Regions from separate parts of the Mus musculus genome. Here all the other regions are linked to region 3. Evidence: chromatin contacts called from public ChIA-PET, HiChIP or PLAC-seq and promoter capture Hi-C data. All regions are on one chromosome and are shown on one strand. Each heading gives the region's core, a stretch centred on a gene start, on an enhancer-like site or on the middle of the called end of the contact. The rest is flanking DNA. Distances are from core to core; before and after follow the strand shown.

Region 1 (2,799 bases), core at 42-2,541, 800 kb after region 3:
CTATATACAAAGCTATCTTGAAATTAAGCTAATGTTTTCAAAGTAAGTTCTGGGATCACCTGGGAGAAAGAAGAAAAAGTGAGAGGAGTCACCTATCCTCATCTATTTATTCTAAGGTTGTGCCCTATACACCCCCCTCCCCCGCAACACACAGACACACACCCTACACCACCACATGTATAGGACATCAATCATTACACTTAATAAGCTAGACACTAAACAGAACAATAACTGATTACCCTTCAGCCCTTATATGCACCTGAAATACACTAACACTTGACACATCTATCTCCTCTGAATTTGACAATAGCCTTAAAGGGTGAATTAAATGAGTAAACAACGGCCCTGAAAGGTAACTTGCCCGAGGGAGAAAGAGAATAGGGCTTTGAACTAAAGTTCTTCCCCCAAAGCATGTATCCCTACGCTAGTAAAAGAGTCTTCTGCACCCGTTGGAGCTCAGCCTAATGTGAGATACAGGCGTGAAAGGGCAGACAACAAAGAAATATGCAATTACAGGCAAAGAAAATAGAGCATCAGAAAACGAATTGGGTGATCTGATAGAATAACAACCGGGGGGCCTACTTTAGAAAAGGAGGAGGAACGTTGAGGCCTCTGGGAAGATGACATTTATCATAAGCTTGGGAACCGTTTGGGGGCGGGGGGGCGCTGCAGTGAAGAGGACCCCGTCCTGCTCACAAGGGGCAAACACGAGACCAGTAGAAGATGAAGCCAACTCGCCAAGGTCCTCCAGACACGCAGACGTGGCGCAGGGAAATGAGGATCTAGAAACTCGGCCCAGGGCTTAGACGCGCCATCAATACCCCAGGCAGCTCGACTCCACTCGGCCCAGACCCGCAGGCCTCCAAGCTGGCCACTGCCCTCCGTCCCAACGCGGCTGACAGCGTCCGGACCGCACACAGGACAGCGCCGCGGCCAGCCAAGGGGGATCTGGACGGTCCGCAGCGGCCTGGAAAGGCCTCTTCCCCGGCCCCTGGCCAGCTCCAGCCTGGCCCGCCCCGCCCCGCCCCTCCGGGCCGGCCTCGTACCTGCACCGCCCGGACCAGGCCTCGGCCGGTGAGCTGGCCCTGCCGCAGCTGCAGCAGGATGTTACCCGGCCGCGGTCGACCTCCCCAGCCGCCCCACGCCGCCGCGGTAGCTGCCAACCGCCTCCCCCGGCTGGCCCCAGCTCCAGCCGCTGCGGGCGCTGCCGCCATGTCTCCTCGTCCGACAAACAGGAAGCAAGCGGTCCCGGAGCCGTGTCGATTTCTACGGGGCGGCGGAGGACTCTCTACATCGCCCCTAGTGGACTGACGCGGAGGTGCAAGCCGCGTGGCAGGGACTGTGCGTGCCCCGACGCCTTATGGGAACTGTAGTCTTTACCGAGGGGGAGCAGGTAGCTGAGATGTGGCTCTTCCTGGCCCTCCAGTTTGCTGAGTGGGATACCTCCAGCATTTCTTCGAGGTTGCTCCAAGTGGAAAACCAGTCACTATGTGCACAAGCTCTCAAAATTTTCGCTAGCTGGAAATGATGCAAGCCCAGTGTCCAGGGAAAAATTCTAGGCCCTAGGCCAGAGTTGACACTTGACACGTGTCCCCTTCCTTTTACAATTGACTTTAGCCAAGTCACTACACATTACCCCTAGCCCTCAGTCCATTCAATATTTAGGTCCTGGGAGCCAGACTAGTCAACTAATATTTTTATTACAATTAACAAATATGTGCTTTATGTAAATGAGACGTAAAGGACCATCAATGCTATTGCTTATTCGAAGAAAATGGCGAAAAATATTTCATTTACAGATAGATGTCAAAAAATAGTTCCTAAAGGCACCAGCTGTACTCCTCATACTGAATATATAGGTGAGGTGGAGGGCGAGGTGATAAGCAGAACAGCAGAGGGCCCTGTTAGGGGACGAGGGTTTCAGGGGACCACAGCTAATCCACACAAACAAATGTAGTTATTTATTTGGCAAACTGTATCCCCTATCAAATAGAATATTGCCCTCATTTTCCCCGCAAGTAGAACTGAATTCACTGGCTCCGACAAACCTCGGAAGCAGGGTGGTGCTGACTCTCCCCACTTTCTCTTCTAGGAGGCTATCTTGTAACAAAAATAAGTTGAGTGTGCCAAATTAGGATGCCATGAAGTTTGCTACTTGTAACTAAGGTGGCTATAATTTGTTGCCCAAACCAAAAGTCCTTAAAAAGTGAAATGATGTAATAAGTAACTTGCAGTGGAACAACAGCAGGCATTTGAGATCGCTGCCAAGGCAAACTAGACTGTGACTGACATCTGCATGCTACTTGCAAGGTGTGGCTCCCACTCGCTCCAGCAGATCACTGCCTGGTGACCTGGTTTAAGACAAAGAAAATAGGATAAGGAGAGATGAGTCAGTGGGTAGAAGCACTGGCTGCCAAAACTGACGACCTAAGTTGTTGGGTCCAATGAACCCATGTTGGTGAAAGGAGAAAATAATTCCTCCAAACTGCCCTCTAATCAATCTCTCTCTCCCTCTCCCTCTCCCTCTCCCTCTCCCTCTCCCTCTCCCTCTCCCTCTCCCTCTCCCTCTCCCTCTCCCTCTCCCTCTCCCTCTCTCTCTCTCTCACACACACACACTTTAAATGTAATTTTTTTTGTTGTTTTGGGGTTTTTTTGTTTTTGTTTTTCAAGACAGGGTTTCTCTGTGTAGCCCTGGCTGTCCTAGAACTCACTCTGTAGACCAGGCTGGCCTCGAACTCAGAAATCTGCCTGCCTCTGCCTCCCAAGTTCTGGGATTAAAGGAACGTGCTACCACTATTC
Region 2 (2,711 bases), core at 159-2,658, 700 kb after region 3:
GGTAAAGAGCTCAGACCCCCAATTATGCACATAAATCCTGGGCAGATAGTGAGCAGGCTATAATCCCAGAGGTGCAGAGAGGAAGTGCACTGATCAGGGAAGACACCTGATGCTCAGGGCACCCTCACATACAAACACTGACAGCACATCTGCATCTCACACACACACATACATACACACACACACACACACACACCAGTGTTTGGGTGTCCATGCATATTCATGAACAAAAACACTATACTAGTAATAACTAGACAATGCTAACTGGGCCCCTTGTTTTCCTTTCTACAGATTTAACTGTTCTGTGACTTGTTTGGCTGGTGACACTCAAGTTTGTATTTACACAGCAAGTTCTTTCCTGGTTTTCAATCTAGAACACTCCTCCTGCTCCCTGGGGCGGTCCTCCTCTAATGAGTCTCACCCTGACATCCCAGCCTCACGTGCACTTTTCTCTTACAGCCCATTTCTTCCAGTCCTGTGGATTCTGCTGACTAAATGCAGCGCTTTGAATTCCCTCATGTCTGCCTCTACTGCCAACCCACTCCTCTTCCTGGGCACTTTCAGAGTAGTAAAGGCATCTTAAGTGACTAAAACACACCAGCCTCTCTCTCTTACTTTCAGATCTTGGATGATGACGCTTTCCTGCTTTCCTCGCTTTCCTGCTTTCCTCGTGGCTTAAAGGTTCTCCCACTGAGCTACATCCCCAGCCTCTGTACCCCCAACTCTTGATTCTGTTTTGGAAGCCATCGCCGGATTTCTCTGTCCAGGTTCGTACCTCTATCATAAAAATAGCATTTGCCTTGATACTTCATTGAAGGTTAAATAAGTAAGTGGTGAATGAATCACGAAAAACTTTAAAACGCCCACACAGAAATCCCGTTGGACTTTAATCCCCTGGGCGAGGCGAGTGCGGGCTCAGGGCCTCGGGCTACAACACAGTCGCTTGTCCTGTCTTGTCCCCGTGATGGGCCCCGTCCGCTCCCCATCCCTAGACAAAGTTTGTTCCTGATCTCTCCCAGTTTTTGATGGTGGCTTGTTTATTTTCCCTAGAACTCTGGCTCTAGCCTCGCTAACAGTGTCCGAGCTGGGAACCGGCGATCTGGAAATCTAGGTTCAGCACGCCCAGCACAAGCCCCTCACTGGACACAAGTTTCCCGGTGCTCGCCGCGTTCCCAGCCACCGCGTCATCTGCCCGCTCGCCGCGTTCTAATCGCTCTCAGACCCCTCCCTCACCGCTCTCCTCCCAAGGAAACTTGACCCTCGCCAGCCGCCGTCGCGAAGCCCCGACTTACTCGCTCGTTGTCCAGCTGCTCGCCAAGCTCAAACTCCGCACGCCGTTACCCGGGCTCGGGGGGCGGGGCTTCGGTACGACCCAGTGCGCCTGCGCAGACCGCCCCGCAAGGCTAAAGAGGAGGGGTGGGGAAGGAGCCCTGTGTTTATGGAACTGGACGGCGGCCGGGAAGGGGCATTACATGAGCAGTGACCTGGGCTTTAAGGAATACGTCGGTACTCTAGGGAGAGCCTTGGTTGTGGCTACAACGGCGGGATGCTACCTGTTAGCTTAGTTCCCAGAGAGTTAGAGCTAGTGGCACGCTGTGAGATGGGGACACTCAAAGGCAGAAGAGAGCGTCGCATCCTCTGGGAACCCAGAGCAAAAGTTCTCTTAGCCACCCCTGTCTTCAGCCCCCATGGGGCTGTTTGTAAATATGCAAGTTCATTATCCTCTTCCCTCTATACAGACCCCTCATCCTCTGGCAACCTACAGTAATTTAACTTTGTTTTCCCTAGACTGTGAGAGGTTGATTCAAAATCTGAGTTATCTTGTATTAGTCAGGGTTCTCTAGTCACAGAACTTATGGGTAGTCTCTATATAGTGAGGGAATTTGTAGATGACTTACAGTCTGTAGTCCAACTCCCCAACAATGGTCAACAGCAGCTGTGAATGTCAGTCCAAGGATCTAGCTCAGTCCCACAAGGCAAGCAGGGCAAAGAAGAGCTAATCTTCCTTCTTCCAATGTCCTTATGTAGGTCTCCATCAGAAGGTGTGGCTCAGATTAAAAGTGTGTGCCTGGATCTGGGACTTGCTTTGTCCCAGATGACCTTAAACTCAGAGGTCTCCCTGTCTTAATCTTCTGGAATTCATAGTCACTAGGCCTCAAGATCTCCATGCCAAGATCCAGGTCAGAAACTTGTATCTCCCAGTCTCCAGATTAGGATCACAGGTGAACCTTCCAATTCTGGATTGTAGTTCATTCCAGATATAGTCAAGTTGACAATCAGGAATAGCCACTATATATACCTGATTTTAAAAAAAGATGTTCCTTTCTGATAAAAATTTTCCTGAAATGAATGTATCTGATCAAACCCTAGGGAATTATGCCTAAGATAGCAAACTCCTAATTGGTTTGGTGTAAATAAAAGGTGGGCTCTAGAGTGTGGGGCAGGCTGTTAAGAGCTGGCCTCAGGAAGAAACCTTGAGGCTGGAGATTTAGCAGAGACAAGACGCCATTCTATATATTAGGTACAGACAGACATGATCCAGAGTTAGCTGTAAGTTGGTGAGGCTCCAAGCCATCGCTGTGAAGGGAAAAAAGGGGAGGGGGAATGTCAAATTGAAGAGAGATTTATGAAGGAGAATTTCTACTGACTGTAAATCAGTGGCCTAACCCAGGGACCAAAATCCTTCCAACTCTTTAGATAAAGCAGGTGCC
Region 3 (2,759 bases), core at 82-2,581:
CCAACTTAAACTAGAACTAGTTCCCATGAAACAAATCTCTAATTCCTTAATGTAGTTACCTAAGTCCTCCATAAACTAACCAGCATCTACTTCAACCAAACTAGTGAATACTTCACTTTCTATGCACTTTCTCCCTTCTTGACCATAAACGCCTTGTGATCAGTTTTCTCATTGGTTGAGAAAATTCTGATCATTTCTAGAGCCCATTCAAAAGCCAACTCTGCACAGAACCTTCAACTATTCCTCTTACCCCTCCCCTAGGCCTGTAAGTCAAGTAAGTCACAAATTCTTCGTAAAGTACTTCCTTGGGGCTAGGATTAGGCTTCTAGGCCCAATGCTAAGCAATATCTAAGCCAAGACCACTCTTTTTTCTTTAAAGTCATTTAATGGTATGTGAACTAGGATAAATCTGGAAAAGGCAAAACCCAAAAAGATTTAAAAGAAAAAAAAAAGACACAATAAAACGGGGGACGGGGCTTGAAAAATTCTGAGATCCAAACCCAGTCAGTTTCACAGCCGGACCTTCCTGCTCACCTCGCCTGTAAAGGAAACTTTGGGACTCGGGCCCGAAAACTTTTCTCGAAAGGTGGTCACTTCCTGAGACTTAAAATATCTTCTCCTCTGGCTCTTTGGGTTCCTGTCTTAAGAAATAAGGCCTCGAGCGGGAAACGGGAGCGAGATATCCGCCCGGAAAAGGCAGCCTACAAAGTTTTAACCTCGGTGCTCCACCGGAACCGAGAGGGGCCTCGCAGGGCACCCTGACCCCTCAGCCGTGAGAGCCGAGGCGGCTATGTGTGTGAGGAAAGGAATGCCGGGGCGGCCGGGCAAACTAACTCGGCATTCAACCCCTTTCCGAGAGGACGGCTCAACACGCTCTCCATTCCGAAACGCCGATCACCGTGGGAGACAGGCCTCGCCGCCGCCCTGAGGAGAGCCGAGGGAGACCAAGTCTGAGGATCCAGAGTCCTCGCCGGCTCCACAGCTCCGGGACGCCTAGGCCGGGCTGCTCCACATGGCGGCCGGCTACAGCTAGGCCGCAGGCCCGGCTTCTCACACAGGTGTGGGTTCGGCTTCCTGCCTCAGTCCTTAGCCCTAACTCCAGCTCAGCCTCTCACCTCGTCCCCGGACATGGCTGTAGTTCGAGCGGGTTCGGCAGGGATGAAAAGTCAAACCGGTCGGCTTCACGGCCCGGAGTCAGCGTAGCTCCCACCGATACTTCTCACAGCACCGCACTAGGCTCTTGCATCAGCGAAAGGGAGCGACACCCCGCCCTCCTCTCAAACGTTGGAAGTGCGCCTGCGCAGAGCTCGCCAAAGCGCAGGCGTACAGTAAAGCCAACCTTACGTGCTTCTCGTGGCGCGAGTTATTCGGCGACTCCCCGGCGCCGGGCATACTGGGACTTGTAGTTTGGCTAGAAAAGACCGGCGCTTGTGCGCTTCGGGAGTTTCGAGGGCGTGCACGACTGTTTTAAACATGTCAGGATGTTCGGGTTCTTGTGCTGCTGGTTACCTAAGAGGTTCGAAAAGTGCTGTGTTGCTTGTAAAGTGAATTTGGGGCCATTTTTCAGGTTTAACTTAGTGGAAACCCTAATATGAACCCGTGGAGCTGAGTTCACGCTTTCCCCTAGAATCGGTCTAGTATTCGAGGAATGCACCTCAGTAGAAGCGTTTCACTTCGTGAGAAGTTTAACCTTCTAGCTTTTTACTTCAGAAGATTCTTCCCTGGTTTTCCATAGTTAGACCGAGGAACGAAGCCGTCCTCTGAGGAGAAACAGCCCAGCAAGCTACAGTCTGTCAGGAAGCTTCGAAATAGTCTTAACTAGCTCAATAAAGGGGCTATGTTGAGAAATGTGTAGAGTAGGTAATTAACTTGTTGACGAACTTCATACCATATAAGTAAAGACACTACAACGTCCTAGGCGATATAATCATCTGGGACTATTAATTATGTGTCCTTTTTTGACTAAAGCTTCCTTATATGGTACATGACTCCTTGTTTATGGAGTCTTTGCTAGACAATTCTGGATGTATCATCTATTTTCCCTGGGGAGATACAGCTGCCATTTAGGAAGGCCTCGGAGTATGCGCTTGTAGTTAAAAAACAAAACAACAAAAAAACACCTGTGTTTGTAACCACAGGGAACTGCAAAGCCCCACTGTTTGAAAGAATGCTCAGCTGGGGCGTCAGGTGATCCACTCAGGTGACTGAAGGGACTGCTCAAGTAAGTAGATGCTATCAGGAGATGAGAGTAATTATCAAGTTTTTAATGCTTCTTGCATAAAAAGAATCAAGTGAGGATTAATCTATGATTAGTGAAAAAAAGCCCTCACGTTAGAAGAGATGGGGAAAGTACTTAGTGATTTTTGTAGTTGGCAAAATGTTCTTCTTGATTGATTTTTGTATTCATACCTGATTACTGAGTTTGTCTTTGTTTTGGTCTACTGGAATTACAAAATGGTCTGTCTGAGCTGGGTGTGGTAGCACTTACCATCCTAGCTCTTGAGAAGTAGAGGCATGAATATCAGAATTTCATAACCAGCCTGGACTACATAAGATTTTATCTTTTTAAATTAATCAATTAATTGATTAATATACTTTACATCTTGACCACAGTTTCTTCTCCTCCCAGCCCCTACCCCCCATTCACTCATCCTCTATTTCTCTTCAGAAAGGGGAGGCCTTCCATTGATATCAACCTGCCCTGGCATGACTCGTTGCAGTAAGACCAGAGGCATCTTATCCTATTAAGGCTGGGTGAG
Region 4 (2,700 bases), core at 1-2,500, 840 kb after region 3:
GTTATAGATACAGGCAAACAGCCAGTGCGCACTAAATCAATAAATCATTCTATAAAAACGAAGCAAAACAAAACAAAACAAAAACCAACTCAGGATTACAGCCCTAGTGTCAGTTTTGGCTAATGCAATGATTCTTTGCTCGACTGGGTTCTTTATTCCAGTGAAAATGAAAAGATGATATGGTAACACAGAATTACTAAACGAAAATGAATCAGGTGACTTGTATGTATGGCGGTGAGAGGAGTTGGTATGAAGCTAGACGGGAAATATTTTTCAGTCATAAAGAGTACACCAACTACAAAGGGTCTTAACTGTGGGGAGAATAACGTTCCTCCTGGGCCTGTGCGCCCACCTATAAAATGAAGGAGTTGAGTTTCCTGACTCCCGGGAGTTTTTTCAAAATATTTTGTGACTCCAGAAATGTCCCCAAGTCCTCATACGTGGTTGCCTGTTCGGCTGAGGTGAGTCCAGAGGGCTAGCCTGCCAAGTTAAGCCAAGACTTTTTTGTACTGTGAAAAGCTGTGTAGTTCTGACAGCGCTGGTTTGGACTGAGGGGACGGGGTTGAATCAGCCCAGGTCGGAAACTTTCCACAATCAGTGAGACCATGAAGCCACCAGCCCTCCTATGATCCCGGCCAACCCCCTTGGCCCTCAAGCTGGCTCTACCTGCCCCAGGTGTCGTGCCCATCACAGGTGAGAGGTCTCAGCTCATCGTAGGGAAAGGCATTTTCCAGGTAACTGTCGTAGGCGTGGTAGAACATGGCCTTGACTCGCTCCCTGGTTCGAGGGATGAGAAATAAGGTAGGGGGCCAGAACACAAAACCAGGCGGGAGAAAGGACCAGACACAGGACGGAGAATGGGAACCACAAAATGATTTCTGCCGAGGGCCCAGCAGCGGGACCAGAGCACGTCAGGGTGGGGGTCCTGGGGTGGAGGGAAGGGAAGGGACCCGGTGGGCGCTTGCCACTCCCCAGCCGTAGAGAGCGGGAGCCTGGCCCCCTTCACCTGTAGTGGGCGGGGTCGGGCGCGGTGCCGTCGGGGCCTGGCGCACCATGGTGCAGGGGTAGCAGCACGCACACGAGGCCGAGCGGGATGAGTAGCCGGAAAGGCATAGAGCTCGTGTCCTGTCAGTGCCGCCGCAGCAGCTGCAGCCACCGCCACCAGCTCATCCTCCGAGCCGCGGCTGGTTCTTCCGGGGATACGCACCACGACGCCTGCGCGTTGGGCAAGAAGCCTCTCACTTCCTGACTACAAAGCCCAGGATGCAATGGGCGGTGGAGCCCTGGCAAAAGAGCATCTCGGGATTTCTGGTCTACAGAGAGGAGTTCAACGTGTCTTAAAGACAGTGGTTGCTGTGGCTGCTGTTAATAATGTTTTCACAATCCCAGTTTCTGTTTGTTGAGCACCTTCGGTGAATTAAAGTGTTAGGAGCACTTTACAGGCGCCATCTAGTTAATTTTTGTTTTTTTTCCAAATACCTTTTAAAGGAGGGGCTAGCAGGTACTCAAGATTTGAGCAGATGCCTATGTAAATATGGATGAAAAATGTTCGGCTTTGACTATAATAGACACAGGGTTTGACAAACCATTGTGTAAGTAAACTCTAGAATTATTTTCCCAAAGCCTTAAGGTTTCCAGAAATCCCTTTTGTTCTAGGAATTCATACATTTATGACGGTCTTTCACTTTAGGGTGCCATGAAATCACGGTCCCTTCAGTCTCTAAATCAACCCAGGACTTTACCTGGACCATCTCAGTGGCTGCCATCCCTGGTGAGAATGAAGACCCAGCATTCTTCCTTTAAGAACATCTGGGCCGGCCGGGCGGTGGTGGTGCACGCCTTTAATCCCAGCACTTGGGAGGCAGAGGCAGGCACATTTCTGAGTTCGAGGTCAGCCTGGTCTACAAAGTCAGTTCCAGGACAGCCAGGACTACACAGAGAAACCCTGTCTCGAAAAAACAAAATAAAACAAAATAAAAAGAACATCTGGGCCAGTTTCCCCACTCTCTTGCTAGGTCCTAGACTCTGTTAGTGCGCTATCTACAGCAACCCCCTTCTCTTTGGTCAGTGGAATGAGCTGTAGACAACCCTAGATTTGAAGTTCGATTGGGGTTCATTACGACTCTACCATTCACACATAACCTATATAACCTTAAAGGAGTCCCTCTCATCCTCCAGGCACAGCACCCACATTTATGAAAGGGTTTGTCTAAACTGATATTTGAGATCCTTTTAATTTGAACTTTTCTTTAATTCTAGCATTGCCCAACTCTTCTTTGCTGAAAAATTCAGAGGGAAATGGCTGCTCCATTTATTGAGCAAAGTGCAGGCAGACTCTGCCTTCTTTGGCCCAGTTGTTTGTTTGTTTGTTTGTTTGTTTGTTAATTCTTGTTCTTTGACAATTTCATATATGTATGAATATGTTCTGGTCACCGCCCCTCCCCCATTACCTTCACCATTCTTCTCTCCTCCTTTTTCCTCCCAAACCCCTCCTACTGTCATTTTTTGTGGTTGTGATTGGGGTAGATTAGGTTTAATTAGGGCTGCTTACATAAGCATAGGTGAAGAGTTATAAGCAAGTTTGGAGCACACAATAATATTATTTATTTATGTACATGAGGATTTTGTACATAATTTTGTGCATGCCAGGTCACCTCTGAGGCCAGAAAAGGGTGTAGAGTCCTCTGGGTCTAGAATTAT
Region 5 (2,700 bases), core at 104-2,603, 930 kb after region 3:
GGATTTCTGAGTTCAAGGCCAGCCTGGTCTACAAAGTGAGTTCCAGGACAGCCAGGGCCATACAGAGAAACCCTGTCTCGAAAAAAACAAAAAAAAAACAAACAAAAAAAGAAATTGTAAGAATTAAATGCAGCTGAACAGGGTGACCTGGGACCTTAGTTATTTCCTGAGGGAGAAACTGATGCTCAAAAACAAGAAGCAACTTGTTCATATTCAGAGGCAGGAGAGAGATGCAAATCCTCTCCTCCGCCCTTAGGTGTGGGACTCTGTAAGTCACATAGTTCCGAGCGACAACCCATGCTTTCCAGTATCCCTGTGAAGGAAAAACGAGACCAAGAATGATAGCCAGCACTTAATGGTATTTCGCTCCGGCTACTCTCAAGTCTGAGAGACAGTGTTCTTGATCTGCAGTTCGAGTCCCACACACCCGTCAGATTCCAAAGTCCACTGGGCCCGAAAGCCTGGGAATCCCCCGATCACTGGGGGTAAGCTCCAGGAAACTAATGACTCAGAGTGCTTCGCTGTGTCCCTCGGCGTCTTCCACCCGCCTTACCCACACACATGCGCCCGATGATTCGGCAGCCGGCGATGGATGCGTGCACCACGGGAATGGCATCGGAGAGCTCACCCTCGAACACACTGTAGAAACACGGATTCGCTGCTTACTGGGGTGGGTCGCTCTTTTCAGACCTCTCGCTCTCCGCCTCCCTTCCCTTCCCGCCCCGGCGGCTCGGGACCAGAAGCTCTCGCCTCACCTATAGAAGTTCTCTGAGCCTCCGATGGCCACCAGGCAGTAGGCGTTTGTGAGTTTGGCAAAACAACCGACCTCACAGTTGTTCTCGAACGACGCTCTGACCGCCATGAGAGAGGCTGGGGGGCAGCACGACTGCGGGTTCTGGGCCGACAGATCCACTCCGGAGCCGGGTCAACCAGCCTCGCCTCCTCAAACCCCGCCCTCTCGGGCCCCTCAGATGCCCGGGCGTGCGGACGGATCCCTCCTGGCTCTCCTGCCCCAAGTCCTCTCGCCCTGCGACCCGGAACTGACTTTTGCCGCCCAGAGTCCCAACAGCTCACCAAGCGACTCCAATGTCTACACGCTGCAACAACTTCTCCCGTAACTAGCTTTCCGTTTCCGCCTCCTCCCAGGCCCGCTTCCGGGAGCGCGCAGGAGCCGGGCGGAGCTGCTGGTCACTCTAGCCCCACCCTTTGGGAGGACTCGATGGTTACTAGGTGACTCCGCCCGACCCCGCCTCCTGCACGTTTTCTTGCTTTAGGTTTTTGGCTTCACCTCCTAGTGGGTCTTTTTAGAAGGAATAATCAATCAAACCTGAGGCTGGGCAAATGAAAAGATGAGGAAATGAGGAACCGGTGTTGTCTGGTTGGAGCTGGATTGATTGGAGGGCTTTATTTACCGAGTAAGGACGGGAAAAGGGCGGATTTGAGAAAGAGGATAATCACACCCCGGCCACGCGGACGGAAGTGGGAATCTGGACCAGTGGCAAGGGTCAAGGGTTGAAGATTGAAATTTGGCATAGAGATCAACCAAGAGACCAGGATAAAGTGGTTGGAGGAGGCATAAGAACCATAGGCTGAAGAAGACAATGGAGACGGGGAAATGTGTTACGGAGAGATTGGAGGAGAAAGGGTTCTAGGGTAAGCAAAGATCTGAGAGCTGACTTGCTTCCTTGATGTGTTTATCACGCAGTTTATCACCCCATCAGCAGCCCTGGGGATAGTGGTATGGCCCATTTTCATAGAATAAACTTGTCTCAACTAGTGTAGAATATACAAAAGTCCCCAGGGTGTCTCAGAATGCCACAGTGGAAGGTAAAAGGAGCAGAGAATCACTTACCGCAGACTGTCTTATGCCATTCATTCTTCTCCAAGAAGATCTGATCTGAAAGGGGCATAAATGGCGCGGCGCCCTTTCCCCAGCCCCATCATACAGTCCCATAACCGAGAACACATCAGATTGCTACGGGGTCTAGCCACAATTGCCTTTATTGATTAGTACCATGCACAGTCTCCTGCAGGTGCTAAGTTCAGGAGAAAGACCCATGACCAGCTGCAGCCCGAGCTTCCAGAGACATTCAGCAAGGTGGTCTGTGTGTTTGTGTCTAAGTGTTCAACTACGTGCTCTGCTTATCTCCCCCAGCTCACCCCAGATCCGCTCATTGAGCCCCACACCACTCTCTGGCTTACTCTACCAAGAACTCTTAACTCTCCTCCACCTGGCTCTCCCCCTGTCCTTCAAGACCAGCCTCCAAGTCAGCCTCTCTCTGATAAGCTTTGTCGATCGCTCTACTATCTCCATGACCCTCTGTCCCTAATACAGTTTTCATCTAATACATCTGTCTTGTTCTCTGAGGTTTGTGCTTTTAAGCTTCAGCCCTCAGAATCTGCATCTAAGTAGCCTTTCGGCTCTAGGGAATGTTCAGGGTGAGGTTGTGAGCACAGCTTGGTGCAGAGTTAGGATGAAGAGTCATATGTGTATTTATAGTTTCTGAGTCTCAGGGGGGCTCTGCAGTGTGTACTAGAAGCTTGAATTTTCTGTGGCCATTCATTTAGGCAGACCATATTGATTATGTACCTGCAACAGAAGTTTTATTTTTGAGTTAATCAGAGAGCTCTGTATACTCGCTCTATGCATCTATGGGTGTACCTAGTCATTGTTCTCTGTGTACTGTACGGGCATCTGAA
Region 6 (2,821 bases), core at 295-2,794, 660 kb after region 3:
CTTTTGAGTGTCGAATACATTACTAGGTGCTAAGGCTGTGGGGGAAATACAGCTATGCCACCACCTTCCTAGAGGTCCCTGACTAGTTGGGGAAAATAATAATCAAGAAGAAAATACCTGAAAATATGTGTTGTAGGGAATAAACCAGGTGTGATGAATAATAACAACAGGAGGGATGGGGGTGTCAGCTACTGTTCAGGGGAGTCTTCTAAGAAGGTAGCATTTGAGCTGAGAGCTGCAAGACACGAAGGAGCCAGAAAGTGGCATTCTTCAGAGTAAGCCAGGTAAGCAGGAGTCTGGGGTAGAGGAAGAGCGAGAATGGCAGAGTGATCAGTTCTCTCTGCCCCATTGTACCCATGAAGGCCCCTCCCTTTCCTTTACCCCTACATGTAGGGCCTTAACCTCCAGGTACCAGGTAGGCTGTCCCTGCCTCACAGTTCTTCCCTGCCCATTCCTGTCTTCCCCCAGATCTGCTGGAACGAAGGGGTTGACTTATGGTGGCATGAACTCATGCAGCAGGCAGGAGACGAGTGTGAGCCTGAGTGGTGTGATGCTGAGGACCCACTCTTCATCTTGTACACCAGTGGCTCCACAGGCAAACCTAAGGCAAGTGTGTGTGTGTGTGTGTGTGTGCATGTGTGTATGTAAAGGTGAGAAGCGAGTCTCCAAGGAAGCTTGGAGTGACCAACAGAAACAGTAGAATGAGTACTGGGAATTCGAGTGATAATGGGTGACTCAGATACACAACCTAAGAATGTGAGTGCTCAGTATACTTATGTGACATCAGGGTGTGGTAAAGGAGATTGAAGCGAGACAGATGCTGTGAAAGGGCATTGGAAAAATTAAAATCTTTAAGAAGGATCTTTTTCCAGCTCTGTGCAGGCTCTATTTGTTGGTCAGTAGAGGAGGACACACAACCCCAGCCTGAGGCCCCATTCTCCCCACAGGGTGTGGTGCACACAATTGGAGGCTATATGCTCTATGTGGCTACAACTTTCAAGTATGTGTTTGATTTCCACCCGGAAGATGTGTTCTGGTGCACAGCAGACATCGGCTGGATCACTGGTCATTCCTATGTCACCTATGGGCCACTGGCTAATGGTGCCACTAGTGTTTTGGTGAGATGGGAGCTGGGCATAGACAAAATTCTCCTGGGTGACCATTTCCCAAAGCTTCTTAGTCTAAAGAAGGGAAACTTATACAGGAACCCACTTCCTGGAGAAAGAGGAATTTTGAGGGGTTGTGTATCCTACTACGATGTTTCTTGACTTGTGTGGTCAGAGGGTAAAGATACAGTTGGTCATAAAGGGTGAATCCTGAACGTGAGGGAGTGGTAGGGAATGGAAAGACTATTGGGAAGAGCCCAAAATAACCAGATCTCATTCGGGTCAGTTTGAGGGGATCCCCACATACCCAGATGAAGGGCGCTTGTGGAGCATTGTGGACAAATACAAGGTGACCAAGTTCTACACGGCACCAACAGCCATCCGGATGCTCATGAAGTTTGGAGATGATCCTGTCACCAAGTAAGACCCTTCCCCATCTGTTGTCCCATAGGTGTCCTTCAGAGCTGAGCACGGTCCTTTGTGATGTTTTCTTCTATTGTCCCAACTTCCTGGGATAGGGGAGGGGCAAAGGAACTCTGACTGCATGTGCATTTTGGCTCCTAGTGGTTCTCAGAATTTTCCTCTCTTCCACTCTCCTGCTCAAGGCATAGCCGGGCATCCCTGCAGGTGCTGGGCACAGTAGGTGAACCCATCAACCCTGAAGCCTGGCTATGGTACCACCGGGTAGTAGGTTCCCAGCGCTGCCCCATTGTAGACACCTTCTGGCAAACAGAAACAGTGAGTAAGGGATTCAGGAGGCTAGGGATTAGGGACAGTGTAGGAAAAGAGATTCAATTCCTGACCTCTGACTTCCACAGGGTGGCCATATGCTGACCCCTCTCCCTGGCGCCACACCCATGAAACCTGGTTCTGCTGTGAGTAAAGTGCTTCTTCTGGTCCTAGGCTTGGCAGGGATAGGATGTGGGGGTGTTAGCCTATTAGAGTAGGGTTCTGGCCTGAGAGCTGGGAGGAATTTGGGGCTCTGGGGCTCTGTGTGAAGCTGAGACAGAGTTGCCTCATTTTTCCTTCTTGGATTGCGCCTCTCATTTGCTTTCAGTCTTTCCCATTCTTCGGTGTAGCGCCTGCAATCCTGAATGAGTCCGGGGAGGAGCTGGAAGGGGAAGCTGAAGGTTATCTGGTGAGAATCTGGCATCTTTGGGAGAAGAAAGCATCTGCTAAGGATACTTTGTTTTAGAGTTTATAACCTTATCTTCCCTGGTAGTTGCTAATACTGTTGAGAGTTTGTCCTCTGCTGAGAAACACCCAAGATTCGTGATGATAAATTTTTGGAGTCAGGAGAACTTAGTCTTAATCCTTCCCTTGATGTCCATTTTTAGAAAAAAGAGTCTTTGTACCTTAAAGACTAATCATGTAGGCTCTGGAGTCAGCCTGCCTGTATTCAGACCCTGATTTTCTGTGACTTCAGATAAGCTGTTACCTATTGTCTTTGAATGTAATTTAAGTCTTTAAAAAATAGTACTTTTATCTCCTACATTTTATTAAATTAGATAATCCATACAAAAGGGTTAGTCTGGAACTGCATAGTTAGTGTTCTTAAATGTTAGCTGCTGCTGTCTTTGTGGCTAGTACCTGTCAGATCTCAATCTCATTTCCCTTTTCCAAAATCACATTAGTAACAAAGGCAGGAATCTAAGCTTTCTAACTCAATCTAGAATTCTGCTGGCACAGAATTCTTTTGATTAGAAATTATTTAT

Evidence for each region. Promoter capture Hi-C pulls out the DNA fragments that hold promoters and counts their contacts. ChIA-PET counts read pairs in DNA pulled down with a chosen protein or histone mark. HiChIP or PLAC-seq counts read pairs in DNA pulled down with a chosen protein or histone mark.
Region 1: a promoter capture Hi-C map of HPC-7-derived erythroid cells shows a contact between it and region 3, with 4 times the contacts expected there. The contact joins the promoter of Trpc4ap here to the promoter of Eif2s2 in region 3. A contact is called at or near these places in 3 of 39 promoter capture datasets (the C10 cell line, HPC-7-derived erythroid cells and liver) and 3 of 115 datasets of contacts at active chromatin or transcription factors (embryonic midbrain, large pre-B cells and memory CD8 T cells).
Region 2: a contact with region 3 is called in an H3K27ac HiChIP or PLAC-seq map of embryonic stem cells, with 3 times the contacts expected there. The contact joins the promoter of Gss here to the promoter of Eif2s2 in region 3. A contact is called at or near these places in 3 of 39 promoter capture datasets (3T3-L1-derived adipocytes, the HPC-7 cell line and pre-B cells), 1 of 484 Hi-C or Micro-C datasets (embryonic stem cells), 2 of 115 datasets of contacts at active chromatin or transcription factors (embryonic stem cells and memory CD8 T cells) and 1 of 9 other capture datasets (adipose tissue).
Region 4: a contact with region 3 is called in a promoter capture Hi-C map of pre-B cells, with 4 times the contacts expected there. The contact joins the promoter of Edem2 here to the promoter of Eif2s2 in region 3. A contact is called at or near these places in 5 of 39 promoter capture datasets (the C10 cell line, the HPC-7 cell line, liver and 2 more).
Region 5: a contact with region 3 is called in a promoter capture Hi-C map of the C10 cell line, with 2.8 times the contacts expected there. The contact joins the promoter of Eif6 here to the promoter of Eif2s2 in region 3. A contact is called at or near these places in 3 of 39 promoter capture datasets (the C10 cell line, HPC-7-derived erythroid cells and fetal liver) and 1 of 9 other capture datasets (liver).
Region 6: an RNA polymerase II ChIA-PET map of memory CD8 T cells shows a contact between it and region 3, with 5 read pairs. The contact joins the promoter of Acss2os here to the promoter of Eif2s2 in region 3. A contact is called at or near these places in 2 of 39 promoter capture datasets (the C10 cell line and HPC-7-derived erythroid cells) and 1 of 115 datasets of contacts at active chromatin or transcription factors (memory CD8 T cells).

Annotation. Positions count from the first base shown.
Region 1 is chr2:155,691,093-155,693,891 of GRCm38.p6, forward strand. It overlaps Trpc4ap (transient receptor potential cation channel, subfamily C, member 4 associated protein), which reads right to left and starts at 1,292. Exons shown (of 19, transcript NM_001163452.1): 1 at 1,047-1,292. The coding sequence starts at 1,214.
Region 2 is chr2:155,591,402-155,594,112 of GRCm38.p6, forward strand. It overlaps Gss (glutathione synthetase), which reads right to left and starts at 1,409. Exons shown (of 13, transcript NM_008180.2): 1 at 1,293-1,409. Gssos2 (a long non-coding RNA gene) reads left to right here. Exons shown (of 5, transcript XR_001783522.2): 4 at 622-767; 5 at 1,051-2,711.
Region 3 is chr2:154,891,575-154,894,333 of GRCm38.p6, forward strand. Eif2s2 (eukaryotic translation initiation factor 2, subunit 2 (beta)) reads right to left here and starts at 1,332. Exons shown (of 9, transcript NM_026030.2): 1 at 1,116-1,332. The coding sequence starts at 1,130.
Region 4 is chr2:155,728,225-155,730,924 of GRCm38.p6, forward strand. It overlaps Edem2 (ER degradation enhancer, mannosidase alpha-like 2), which reads right to left and starts at 1,251. Exons shown (of 11, transcript NM_145537.2): 1 at 1,007-1,251; 2 at 667-777. The coding sequence starts at 1,113.
Region 5 is chr2:155,825,572-155,828,271 of GRCm38.p6, forward strand. It overlaps Eif6 (eukaryotic translation initiation factor 6), which reads right to left and starts at 1,354. Exons shown (of 6, transcript NM_010579.2): 1 at 756-1,354; 2 at 554-639. The coding sequence starts at 862.
Region 6 is chr2:155,555,386-155,558,206 of GRCm38.p6, forward strand. It overlaps Acss2os (acyl-CoA synthetase short-chain family member 2, opposite strand), which reads right to left and starts at 1,545. Exons shown (of 4, transcript NR_040613.1): 1 at 1,414-1,545; 2 at 118-235. Acss2 (acyl-CoA synthetase short-chain family member 2) reads left to right here. Exons shown (of 18, transcript NM_019811.3): 8 at 469-606; 9 at 948-1,118; 10 at 1,393-1,526; 11 at 1,712-1,844; 12 at 1,925-1,981; 13 at 2,164-2,244.